Linked DNA regions of Mus musculus: region 1 is linked to region 2. The links are chromatin contacts, called in public HiChIP or PLAC-seq maps. All regions are on one chromosome and are shown on one strand. The core of a region is the stretch at or near the end of the contact, and the rest is flanking DNA. Distances in the headings are between cores, read along the strand shown.

Evidence for each region. HiChIP or PLAC-seq counts read pairs in DNA pulled down with a chosen protein or histone mark.
Region 1: an H3K4me3 HiChIP or PLAC-seq map of bone marrow-derived macrophages shows a contact between it and region 2, with 4 times the contacts expected there. The contact joins the promoter of Hspa1l here to the promoter of Tap1 in region 2. A contact is called at or near these places in 1 of 39 promoter capture datasets (cranial neural crest), 2 of 115 datasets of contacts at active chromatin or transcription factors (the SCID.adh cell line and bone marrow-derived macrophages) and 1 of 9 other capture datasets (macrophages).

The regions. Positions count from the first base shown.
Region 1 is chr17:34,970,571-34,977,210 of GRCm38.p6, reverse strand. Hspa1l (heat shock protein 1-like) reads right to left here and starts at 4,508. Exons shown (of 2, transcript NM_013558.2): 1 at 4,349-4,508; 2 at 1-237. The coding sequence starts at 224. Hspa1a (heat shock protein 1A) reads left to right here and starts at 5,055. Exons shown (of 1, transcript NM_010479.2): 1 at 5,055-6,640. The coding sequence starts at 5,286.
Region 2 is chr17:34,182,312-34,188,880 of GRCm38.p6, reverse strand. It overlaps Tap1 (transporter 1, ATP-binding cassette, sub-family B (MDR/TAP)), which reads right to left and starts at 1,325. Exons shown (of 11, transcript NM_013683.2): 1 at 476-1,325. The coding sequence starts at 1,001. It overlaps Psmb9 (proteasome (prosome, macropain) subunit, beta type 9 (large multifunctional peptidase 2)), which reads left to right and starts at 1,551. Exons shown (of 6, transcript NM_013585.2): 1 at 1,551-1,631; 2 at 3,084-3,151; 3 at 4,468-4,599; 4 at 5,137-5,266; 5 at 5,651-5,792; 6 at 6,530-6,569. The coding sequence starts at 1,572.

The sequences.
Region 1 (6,640 bases), core at 3,259-5,758, 790 kb before region 2:
AGACGTTTGGCATCAAAAACAGTGTTCTGGGGATTCATGGCCACCTGGTTCTTGGCAGCGTCTCCGATGAGGCGCTCGGTGTCGGTGAAGGCCACGTAGCTAGGGGTCGTGCGGTTGCCCTGGTCGTTGGCGATGATCTCCACCTTGCCGTGCTGGAACACGCCCACGCACGAGTAGGTGGTGCCCAAGTCGATGCCGATCGCCATTCCTTTATTAGCAGCCATGGTTTTCCGAGGCCTATGGAGAAAGGAGACTTGAAAATCATATTTAGGCTAGTGTTTTCTTTTTAAATAAAACTTAAGCTATTTATTGATCAGTTTTTCTCTTCAAGATGCATTTTTAATATTTCATGTGTGTATGCATGTATGTCTGAATGGGTATATGCACACGAGTGCAGGTACCTGTGGAGGTCAGAGTTATGGGATGCCCTTGGAGCTGGAGTTACACTTGGGAACCGCACAACATGGGTCGGGGCCAGGAACAAAATCCGGGCTTCCTATCTTTGTTCTTAATGGCTGAACCCTCTCTAGCCTTCTTTTTTTTTTTTTTTTTTAAGATTTATTTATTTATTATATGTAAGTACACTGTAGCTGTCTTCAGACACACCAGAAGAGGGAGTCAGATCTTCTTACGGATGGTTGTGAGCCACCATGTGGTTGCTGGGATTTGAACTCTGGACCTTCGGAAGAGCAGTCGGGTGCTCTTACCCACTGAGCCATCTCACCAGCCCCTCTCTAGCCTTCTTATTAAAAAAAAAAAAAAAAACTTTAAAAAGTATTTTGTGTCTGAACATTTTGTCTTCATATATATATGTGCCCTAGGAGGTCAGGGGAGGTTGTCAGACCCCCCTGAGACTGGGGTTACAGTCATAAGTCACCATATAGGTGCCAGAAAGTGCTTTTAATTGCTGAGTCAGCTCTCCAGTTCCATCCATCAGTCTTAAAGCCACAAATGTAAAGATAAACACAGCCCAGACTCTCTACCTTCTTCTGGACAGAAGGAAGTCCTACACAGAGAGCTTGAAAATGTCTCTGTGGCTGTTTTCGTGTGTGTCAGAGTGTGTGTGTGTGTGTGTGTGTGTGTGTGTGTGTGTGTGTGTGCATGAACATGTGGCCTTCAGGGGTCAACCCTGGGTCTCATTCTCCTGCCAATCACCTTGTTGAAATAGGGCCACTCACTGGCCTGAAACCCTGGTCAAGTAGGTTATACTGGCTTGCCAGTGAACCCAGTGATCCATCCAGCTTGGCCTGTGATCACAGCTGAATGCAAGCATGATCAGATTGTTGTTCTGAACTCAGATCTGCATGCTTGCACAACAAACACTGTACCCACTGAGCAATCTCCATGGCTTCTCAAAGGTTGTTTTGGGTTGCTTTTTTTTTTTTAGACAGTGTCTCTCTGTATGCCTGGAGGTTGGCCTGCAACTCGGCCTGTAACTCACCATGTATACCAGGCTAGCTTCAAAAGTGCTGCTATTCTCCTTTCTTAGCCTTCCCAAGGTCTGGCAAGGTCACAGGCGTGAGTCACCAAACCAGGCTGTTTTTCCTTTTTCTTTTTCTTTTTCTTTTCCTTTTTTTTTCTTTTTGTTTTTGTTTTTTGTTTGTTTGTTTTTGTTTTTTTCAAGACAGGGTTTCTCTATATAGCCAGGCTGTTTTTCTTAACAACTGTCTGAGCTGTCTGATACACCCTACAATTCCACACTTTCTCTTCTTTTGTGAGAAACATGAAACCAACGAGGGAAAAGTGCTACAAAGTCTCAACCCCAGAGGTGTCCAGGGCTAACAACAGTGTATAGGTTTTGAGTTGTCCAGGGCTAACAACAGTGTATACGTTTTGAGTTGTCCAGGGCTAACAACTGTATACGTTTTGAGTTGGAGTCTCTGAAGAATATCAAACCTTGTCCAAATCCCTCTCTGTTCACCTCTCACTGTCTTTATTCTTTGGGATTGGCTCTGGAATCTGTGTCTTTGTGTGCTGGGGCAGAAGCTAGGACTTTGGGGATTCTAAGCCAGGGCTGTACCACTGAGCTCACATTACCACAGCATGGTTGTGCTTTCACTGGACTCTTGACTCAGAGCACAGACCCTCCAGCAGCCCCTGAGTCTCCCAAGTATCTGTTTTGGGATCATCTCTGGCTTCTACAGTGTTTCTTGTCTACCAGATGTCATACATTAAGACAGGCCAGCCTGGTTTACAGAGTGAGTTCCAGGACAGCCAGGGCCACACAGAGAAACCCTGTTTTGAAAAACCAAAAAACAGACAGGCTGGTCAAACATCAACATGGCATAGGGGGCATCCATAGGCCTCTTTCCACTGCCAAACTCACTTCCTATTTAGTCTGAACCTCATCCCAATAGACTTGATTAAAATCTTTAAGTCAATAATGAACTTTGCCTCTATTCATTTTGTTTTATTTTTCCTTTGGTGGTTTTCATTTTTTCTTTGGGGGTGGGGGAGAGTTTCAAGACAAGGTTTCTCTGTGTAGCCCTGGCTGTCCTGGAACTCACTCTGTAGACCAGGCTGGCCTCGAACTCAGAAATTCACCTGCCTCTGCCTCCCAAGTGCTGGAATTAATGGTGTGTACCATCACTGCCAGGCACCTCTATTCATTTTGAAAGAGACTCATTGTAATAGGAATTCTTTTCAAAATGGGTCTCATCATATTTTCTAGGCCATGGGCCCTGGCAGTCTCTCATCACAGTCTGCCAAGTAGCTGGGAGTACAGCCTGTGCTAACCATGGCTGGGCTTCTTCACCATGAGTTGCCTGTTTGCTGGATTCTTGTCTCTGGATTTGTCTACGCTTAGTAACTCATACAATTGGAATTATACTGTGTTTGTCTATTTGTGGCTGGCCTTATTTCACTCAAGATAATGGTCCTTAATTCTTACGCGTGAGCTTGTCTATTTTGGTAATTCCAAAACTAAACACTGTTCATGTACACATCTCCCTTGCTTTCCTTACATGTTCATCTCTCCATAGACACCAGGTTGCTTCCACTTCTTGGCTATTGTGAATGATGCTGCTGTTAGCATAGGTTCACACACCCACATCCAGACCTGGCTTTCATGGGAAAGGACTTACATAGATGGTAGACAACAGTGTTCTCAGCTACCCCAAGGGTGGGTCTGTATCCTCCATTTCCTACAGGACCGAAATCAACTCTACTCTTCCTATGTCAGTGATATATTTTACTGTGGGACCACACTTGTCTACCTGCCTCCTAAGACTGTGTTCTGAACTCCTTAAGACATATTGGGGGCACCTAAGAGGTGGCAGTGACAGGGGCCTCCTGCTCTTCTAGAGAACCTGAGCCCAGTTCCCAAACCCTCAGCGGGCAGCTCATAACTGGCCTACCCCAGGGGGTGACACAGCCTCTTCTCTCTCTCTCTCTCTCTCTCTCAGAGAGAGAGAGAGAGAGAGAGAGAGAGAGAGAGAGAGAGAGAGAGAGAGACAGCAGGCAGCTCATAATTGTCTCATCCAGGGATAAAACAGCCTCTTCTCACACACAGACACACACATAGCGGGCAGCTCATAACTGTCTCATTCAGGGGGTGAGACAGCCTCTTCTCACACACAGACAGACAGACAGACAGATACACAGACACACACACACACACAGAGACAGACAAACCATTAAAGACATGCACTAGGCTTTCCTCAGATCAGGTTGCCTTCCTTAGCAACCTATGGTGGAGTAATTTAGCTCACTCTAAGGATGGCTGTTAGGATCCCCGCACCCTCCAAGCTTAAAAAAAAAAAAAAAGAAAAGAAGAGTCAGGGTCCAACTATGTAGCTCAGGCAATACTCTGCCTCCATTCCTAACAGTTGGGATTAAAGGCTTGAGCCTCCAGGCGGCTCCCAGCAACTTTTCTAGCTTTTCATAGAAGTAGGGCTCAAAGTCTCATCTTCGACCCTGTTCCCACACCAGCCCCATCTCCGCAGCCATCCTGTCTGAAAATCCGGAGTGCTGGAATCCTAGGCTTCGGTCCCTCTCTTGATTGTAACTCCTGTCTTCAGGGTCAATACCATATTCAAAAAGGTCTTAAGATGTCTGCCTCCGATTTGAGCTCAGACTAATTCCAGCCACTTGTGTCCCTCAAGCGTCCAGCCCCATTTCTTCTTGATTGCCAACCACCAACCCCAAAATTAATACAACTGGGGATCTGTGTGTGAAGAGCCACATAGTAATCCCAACACTTAAAGACGATGAGGCCTAAGGATGGTGGCTTCCAATAGACCATGACTGTAAATCAGTCAAACCTAAGAAAATTCTCAACCCATCAAACGAGGACCAACTGGGACACAGAGGCTTCTGCCCCACTCCAATCAGAGCCTTCCCAGCTCACCTGGGATCTCTACGCCTTCGATCCAGTTTGGAAAATTTGAAGTCGCTGAGCCCCTACGAGCAGGGAGCTCCAGGAACATCCAAACTGAGCAGCCGGGGTCCCCCCCACCCCCCACCCCGCCCCTCCCGGCAACTTTGAGCCTGTGCTGGGACAGAGCCTCTAGTTCCTAAATTAGTCCATGAGGTCAGAGGCAGCACTGCCATTGTAACGCGATTGGAGAGGATCACGTCACCGGACACGCCCCCAGGCATCTCCCTGGGTCTCCTAAACTTGGCGGGGAGAAGTTTTAGCCCTTAAGTTTTAGCCTTTAACCCCCATATTCAGAACTGTGCGAGTTGGCGAAACCCCACAAATCACAACAAACTGTACACAACACCGAGCTAGAGGTGATCTTTCTTGTCCATTCCACACAGGCCTTAGTAATGCGTCGCCATAGCAACAGTGTCACTAGTAGCACCAGCACTTCCCCACACCCTCCCCCTCAGGAATCCGTACTCTCCAGTGAACCCCAGAAACCTCTGGAGAGTTCTGGACAAGGGCGGAACCCACAACTCCGATTACTCAAGGGAGGCGGGGAAGCTCCACCAGACGCGAAACTGCTGGAAGATTCCTGGCCCCAAGGCCTCCTCCGGCTCGCTGATTGGCCCAGCGGAGAGTGGGCGGGGCCGGTGAAGACTCCTTAAAGGCGCAGGGCGGCGAGCAGGTCACCAGACGCTGACAGCTACTCAGAACCAAATCTGGTTCCATCCAGAGACAAGCGAAGACAAGAGAAGCAGAGCGAGCGGCGCGTTCCCGATCCTCGGCCAGGACCAGCCTTCCCCAGAGCATCCCTGCCGCGGAGCGCAACCTTCCCAGGAGCATCCCTGCCGCGGAGCGCAACTTTCCCCGGAGCATCCACGCCGCGGAGCGCAGCCTTCCAGAAGCAGAGCGCGGCGCCATGGCCAAGAACACGGCGATCGGCATCGACCTGGGCACCACCTACTCGTGCGTGGGCGTGTTCCAGCACGGCAAGGTGGAGATCATCGCCAACGACCAGGGCAACCGCACGACCCCCAGCTACGTGGCCTTCACCGACACCGAGCGCCTCATCGGAGACGCCGCCAAGAACCAGGTGGCGCTGAACCCGCAGAACACCGTGTTCGACGCGAAGCGGCTGATCGGCCGCAAGTTCGGCGATGCGGTGGTGCAGTCCGACATGAAGCACTGGCCCTTCCAGGTGGTGAACGACGGCGACAAGCCCAAGGTGCAGGTGAACTACAAGGGCGAGAGCCGGTCGTTCTTCCCGGAGGAGATCTCGTCCATGGTGCTGACGAAGATGAAGGAGATCGCTGAGGCGTACCTGGGCCACCCGGTGACCAACGCGGTGATCACGGTGCCCGCCTACTTCAACGACTCTCAGCGGCAGGCCACCAAGGACGCGGGCGTGATCGCCGGTCTAAACGTGCTGCGGATCATCAACGAGCCCACGGCGGCCGCCATCGCCTACGGGCTGGACCGGACCGGCAAGGGCGAGCGCAACGTGCTCATCTTCGACCTGGGGGGCGGCACGTTCGACGTGTCCATCCTGACGATCGACGACGGCATCTTCGAGGTGAAGGCCACGGCGGGCGACACGCACCTGGGAGGGGAGGACTTCGACAACCGGCTGGTGAGCCACTTCGTGGAGGAGTTCAAGAGGAAGCACAAGAAGGACATCAGCCAGAACAAGCGCGCGGTGCGGCGGCTGCGCACTGCGTGTGAGAGGGCCAAGAGGACGCTGTCGTCCAGCACCCAGGCCAGCCTGGAGATCGACTCTCTGTTCGAGGGCATCGACTTCTACACATCCATCACGCGGGCGCGGTTCGAAGAGCTGTGCTCAGACCTGTTCCGCGGCACGCTGGAGCCCGTGGAGAAGGCCCTGCGCGACGCCAAGATGGACAAGGCGCAGATCCACGACCTGGTGCTGGTGGGCGGCTCGACGCGCATCCCCAAGGTGCAGAAGCTGCTGCAGGACTTCTTCAACGGGCGCGACCTGAACAAGAGCATCAACCCGGACGAGGCGGTGGCCTACGGGGCGGCGGTGCAGGCGGCCATCCTGATGGGGGACAAGTCGGAGAACGTGCAGGACCTGCTGCTGCTGGACGTGGCGCCGCTGTCGCTGGGCCTGGAGACTGCGGGCGGCGTGATGACGGCGCTCATCAAGCGCAACTCCACCATCCCCACCAAGCAGACGCAGACCTTCACCACCTACTCGGACAACCAGCCCGGGGTGCTGATCCAGGTGTACGAGGGCGAGAGGGCCATGACGCGCGA
Region 2 (6,569 bases), core at 76-2,575:
AGACCCTATCTCAAAAAGGAAAGAATAGAAAAGAGGGGAAGGGGGAGGGGAGGGGAGGGGAGGGGAGGGGAGGGGAGGGGAGGGGAGGGGAGGGGAGGGGAGGGGAGGGGAGGGGAGGGGAGGGGAGGGCAGGGGAGGGGAGAGGAGAGGAGAGGAGAGGAGAGGAGAGGAGAGGAGAGGAGAGGAGAGGAGAGGAGAGGAGAGGAGAGGAGAGGAGAGAGAAGAGGAGAGGAGAAGATGGCGGTGTGGAAAGAAACCTTCACATTTGGGCTATGATGTGAAGTTCTGCTCCCAGAAGACCCTGTCCCCAACGCCCTTGTCTGGACCCCTTCTCGGGCCTGGGTCCTTCTCTTTCCGCCTAAGTTGCCTCCTTAGTGTCTCTGACGCTTCCCGGGACTACTTTACTCTCCCTTTCTGCCTGGAATGCCCATTGCCCTGTCCCCTGTGGCCTGCTCTTTCACCCAGTCTCCCTTACCAAGGCAAGAGAGAATCAAGAGAACCAGAACCAGGTAGAGACGTCTCTTCTTAGGGCCCAGGAAGCCCAGCATCCGACACAGCATGTCTCCAGCGTCCCTGTTGCCGCTGGGCGCCCAGAGGCTCCCCAACTTGTGCCACAGGGCGGCTGCGGGCAATGCTGCCACATAACTGATAGCGAAGGCATCTGGACGACTGTTCCAGTACAGTAATCCAGCGCTGTCACCCTCCCGGAGTGTTCCCCAGGCGGCCAGCTCTCGGAACAAGGCAAGTCCAGGCAGGGCCAAACTCAGTGCGGCCACCAGCGGCTGCAAAGCAGCCAGCCAGCCATGGGCTCCTGCGGTGACCCCGAGGACCCCGCGGACCCCTAGTCCTAGGATGGCCCAGCGACTCAGGCCCACCACCCAGACCCGGAGCAGCGGCACCTCGGGAACCAACAGGGAGAAGATTCCCGGGAGCATGGGCCGCAGCAGCAGCCAGTCCACCAGAAGGAGCAGGGCGGCCGCCAGCCAGACGTGCGCAGCCATCGAGCGTGAGCTGTCCAGAGTCTGGTCCTAGCCTGGGACTCTCGACGTCCGCGCTGCACAGGAGTCTCCGTGGGGAAGGAAGAAGGGCGGGTCCGAGGGCGTGCGCGTAAAGTCCCGGGAACCCGCTCGAGCTGGTGGAGCTGACTAGAAGTGCTGGCGTTTAGAGGAAGAAGAAACCGAAAGCCGACCTCGAATCACTAGACACGCCTCCTTCTGAGACTGGCTTGCTCAGGCTGTTCTGGAAGCTGCCGCTGAAGCTGTAGTTGGAGTTCTGCCTAGCAGCCCTGGCCTGTCGTGTTCTTCTCCATGAATCTCATTCTCCTCTTCTTCCCCAGCCCCCTTAACTTGCTTGCGTGAATTTTCCCATCCCAGGCCCCACCCCAGATTGAGGGCAGGACCCTCTGTCGTCACCTGTCTCTGGGCAGATTTGCCCTGCTCAGGTTTGCTCTGGGCGCCAAATGCTGGTAGAACGGCACGCCCCTTGCGCGATGATGGGGCGGGGCCTCAGTCTGCAAGTTGCCTGCACCGCGCGCAGCCGCTGATTGGAAAGCCGAGCCCCGCTCTGCTGAGATGCTGCGGGCAGGAGCACCTACCGCCGGCTCGTTCCGGACGGAAGAAGTCCACACCGGGGTAATGGGTCTCGGGGTGAGAGTCAGCGGGTGGAGTGATCAGGGACCCCTAAAGCTCTGGAAGTAAACCAAGAGACTTAGGAAGCTTGTAGCGCCCAGCGCTTGCGCTCCACAGTGAACGTAGGGTATCCCTGCTCAGAAGTGTGGTGTCCAGGGGTCTGTGGAGGGATCCGCATGCGAAGCTGGTGAGAAGGTGCGTTCTTTGGCTTGAGCTGGAAGCGTCTAAGGGAAGTTGCTCCAAAGCGCTTTCGCTTTCACTCTAGACTGCGCAGTTGGGGTTACTGGCTAAATCAAGTGAGGGGCTTGGGGACCCCTGCAAAAGAGGTGCTGAGGTGTCCTGGATGAAGCACCTGAGAGAAGGTAATATGGAGGCTCACTGAAAAGGACCTACCTACACATCATACAGATCTTTGCTTAACCTAGCCCCAGACAGCCCCCACCCTGAGTGAGGACAAGCTCTCTGGCGCCAGGATTGAGGGGGAGATGGGGATGATCGGTGGTCCTCCTTGTTCCAGGTGCTGCCCTGCAGCACACTCCACCCCACCCTGTCCCAACACCGTCATTCCCATGCTTGCCTGAGAACTTTGCCCAGACCTAGGAGCTGGGAAGATGGCAGCTGGTTTCTGCTCTCTAAAAGCCACCAACCACAGTGTTAACATGGTGTGGAGGAACAAAGTGGACATTTCTGGCCTTTTACTTGTGCTCAGAAAGCACACTCGCGGGCAGGGTCCCCGGAGATCAGAACGACATGGAGTGGACAGAAAGGTTGGAAAAAGTCTCCCTCGCTGCCACGGAGCTGTGGGACTTAGAAATCAAATCAATCAAGGGTTCAGAGTGAGACCTGAGTCAACTTGGGAAGCTCATTCGTCTCCATAAGTCAGTTTTCTCAGTGCACCCAAGGGTCTCCTAAGGTGCCTTTTAACCTAGAAGGTGTGGGGGAAGTAGATGTGTCTACCCTCCTTCACTTATCCGTAATTCTTTCCTTGACCTGGAAAAACTCTGCTATCCAGAAGTCCTTTCCCCTGGCTGCAGAGACTTCGCTTAAGTGAAATTTGTGCCCTACCTGAAGGATCCTTGCTGCTTCTGTGTCTCGACTCCTGGCCATGTTAACCCCCGGCCTCTCTGTGTCCCTTGTTCAGTAACACTAAGGCTCCCCTTCTGATAAAGTAAGGTTGCAGGTGGGGGATCCAGGACCAGGAAAGACCTGGTCTTGTGTCACAGTAATTCACAGTAATGATGCATGTGGTACGCAATTCACAAGCAGCGGGGCCGGTTTCCTGGGCCTTCCTCTCAGTTCTTGCTCTCCTCATGCAGATTGTGTCTGCCTCCAGGAACCATCCTTGCTTTTCAGGGTGACCTTGAGTCGGTCACCTCCTGCATGGACATTTTCTCCTCCTTAAGATGGAGGCTCAAGACGCTCCTAGCTCTGACTTTTCGTACTGTCTCTCTGCAGACAACCATCATGGCAGTGGAGTTTGACGGGGGTGTCGTGGTGGGCTCTGATTCCCGGGTGTCAGCGGGGTGAGTAGTGTCAAAGGCCCGTGTGTTGGAGGGAAGCTGGTGGCCCTAAGTGCACATTTTTCTTGCCCACTTCTGAGGAGTATGATAACCTTCCAAGAAATGAAGCTGATCTTTCCAAAAAAGTATCATAATGCATTGATGGAGAGGCGTCTGGGCCTCTGAATCCATGGCATTCATGAATATTTTGTAGCTTGATGGACATAAAGAAATAGTATCTCGGAGGGACACGGGTAGGTTGTAGATGGACTGTGTTATCTGCAGTTAGGATAAAAGATAAATGGTGGTTTTCTGAAGCAGTTATCTCACTCATTTGCCTGAGTTTGAAGTAAGTTTGATTGGTCTCCCGTCCTGGCTAGTTTGCTCACACACAAGTCAGACTGGGATGACATCCATGCTGTTTCTGCCATGTTCCATAGAACCACCGTTGCCCCTCAAAGTGATGAACTGCAAGGAAATTCTGGAAAGAGGCAATTTTTTTCTCTTGTTTCACTTTTTGTTTTTAGAGACAGGGTTTCTCTGTGTAGCCCTGGCTGTCCTGGAACTCACTTTGTAGACCAGGCTGGCCTCGAACTCAGAAATCCGCCTGCCTCTGCCTCCCAAGTGCTGGGATTAAAAGCGTGAGCCACCACTGCCTGCCATAGAAGCACACTTTTCTTGCCTAGGTGTTCTTTTGTTGTTTTGTTATAAAAAAAAAAAATAAGTCTTTAAAAGTCTAATATTTTGGGTCTGGAGAGATGGCTCAGTGGTTAAGAGCACTGCTCTTCCTTACCACCCGGGGTTCAATTTCCAGCACCCACATGGCAGCTCACAACTGTCTGTAACTCCAGTTCCAGGGGAGCTGACACCCTCACACAGGCAAACATGCAGTCAAAACACCAATGGACATGAAATAAAGATAAACAAATCTATTTTTAAAAGTCTAGTGTTTTGTGAGTATAGTCTCTAAAATAGGATCTCTCCTGTAGCCCAGGTTGACCTCAAACTTGCTATGTAGTCAAGGCTGGCCTTGAACTCCTGTTCCTCCTGACTCTACCTTCTGAGTGCTAGGAGTACAAGTATGGCCGCCATGCCCACCTCATGCTATGCTGGGCTTTGTGCGTGCCAGGTAGGTACTCTACCACCTGGGCTACACCTCCCCTCGACACACACACACACACACACACACACACACACAGAGCCAAGCACATCTAACTTTGATTACTACAGTGACTTACTGATCTGAGATGTCTTTTTTTTTTTTCCTGCTTTAACCTAAGCATTGCAAGCTCTACAATTATCTTTTTAAACCAACTTGAACGTTTGGTTCTTCCTTACAGAACAGCAGTGGTGAACCGCGTGTTCGACAAGCTCTCCCCTCTGCACCAGCACATCTTCTGTGCCCTCTCAGGTTCCGCTGCTGATGCCCAAGCCATAGCTGACATGGCCGCCTACCAGCTGGAGCTACACGGGTACAAAGCCCTGGGGTCCTGACTCCCCTCCCGCTAAAACTCCCCAACTGCGTGGCTCTGCCAGCTTTGAGCTCCCACTGGAGTGTCTGGGAGCCAGTGTTCTGCGTCTGTGAAGAGGAAATCACGGTAGTGACTCCACCTCCCCTGTGCTGACTTGAAAAGTGCACATCACTGCCCTGATGTAGGAACTCAGGAAGAAGACAGCCATTTGGCCCACTCCTAATATCAGGCAGTTGCCAGGAGAAATCAAGGTCACTGGGACGGAAGCAAGCTTATCATCTGCTTTAACCGACGAGGGCAGGGCCCTTAGAGGCAAGGGAGGGGTTTATCATTGGGAGTGGGAAGGTGGAGCAGAGAAAAGCAGGTGAAGAGCCGAGGACCTCCATTGTGGAGCTCTGGCCCCCCTAGGCACATGGGAGGGAAGCTGGTATCTGTGCAGCCGCTGGTTCAAGCGTGACTTGGCAGAGAGGGCAATGGGCTAACAAGAGTGAGACTCAGCAGAGTGCTGTTGACCCTCCTTCCCGACATCCGCTTCAGGTTGGAGCTGGAGGAGCCGCCCCTCGTTCTGGCTGCTGCAAACGTGGTGAAGAACATCTCCTACAAGTACCGTGAGGACTTGTTAGCGCATCTCATAGTAGCTGGCTGGGACCAATGTGAGGGGGGACAGGTGAGTGTGTCCATTCCAGGTCTCAGGGTTCCCCACCCCTCTCTTCAGAGAGATGAAAGTTGCATGTCTTTCTAGCTTTGTGGTCCAGAGACAGTTCCTCTAAAGACATCCTACAGCCCCGATTACGGTGGTACACATCTTCAGTCTCGGCACTCGGGAGGCAGGGGCATGTGGATCTCTGTGGGTATGAAGAACCTGCTCTCTAGAGAGAGTTCCAGGCAAGCCAGGGCTACATTAGTGAAACCCTGTTTCAAAACAAGCAAAAATAAATGATAAAAGCATACTGTAGGCTCAAGTGTGGGCCTCCCAGGTCTTCACAAAGCTCATCTAACATGAAGGAGCCCTGGGATGATCCTGACCTGACCTGAGGGACCCTCTCTCTAGGTATATGGAACCATGGGAGGGATGCTAATTCGACAGCCCTTTACCATCGGCGGTTCCGGAAGCTCCTACATTTATGGTTATGTGGACGCAGCTTATAAGCCAGGCATGACCCCTGAGGAGTGCCGGCGTTTCACCACAGATGGTAACTAGCCAACTGAGAGGTGACATGGGGGAGGGTTTGTGGACGTGGAAAGAAAGTAGATTGTAAAGAATAAGAAAAGAAATACAAGGGTGGCCATTCCGTGTCGAAGCTTTTAAAAAGAAATATTTACTTTTAATTATGCATGTGTACATGAGTGTGTCTCTGTGTGGGTTTGTGCCTGTGTATGTGGAAGCCAGAAGAGGATGCTGGGTCCTCTGGAGCTGGAGTTACAGGTGTTTGTAAGGCACCCTATGTGGGTGCTGGGAACCAAACTCTGTAAAAGTAATAGGTGCTCTTAACCACTGAGCCTCTCCATCTCCATCTTTTGGAACTGGGAGACATTTGAGAGTGGGAGGGGATAGACAAGACAAATGGTAAAAGAGATGGGGCTGAGGGGGGGCAGTAGGGATGGAGCAGGACTGTCTTAAGCAAATCACGTAAGGGTATGAGGTCACTATGGGAACCAGCAGTGAATTGAGCTCTCCCCTCCACCCACCAACCCCCGCCCCCAGCTAGCTCACACGAACTTGATGGCTCAGCAGTCAAGGATTTGGACAATGTGTGCTAGCCTATAGGTAACTTGAACGTTTACAGTAGGGATATGGGCAGGTGCTGGTTTGCTGGACGTTGTGATGTGTTCTGGGGGGAAGTAGCATGTAGTTGGAAAGGGAAGGAAACGAGTATTTAAGTCATTTTTTTTTTTTTTTGCTCCTCTTTCCAACGTGAATCCTCTACAGCCATCACTCTGGCCATGAACCGAGATGGCTCTAGTGGGGG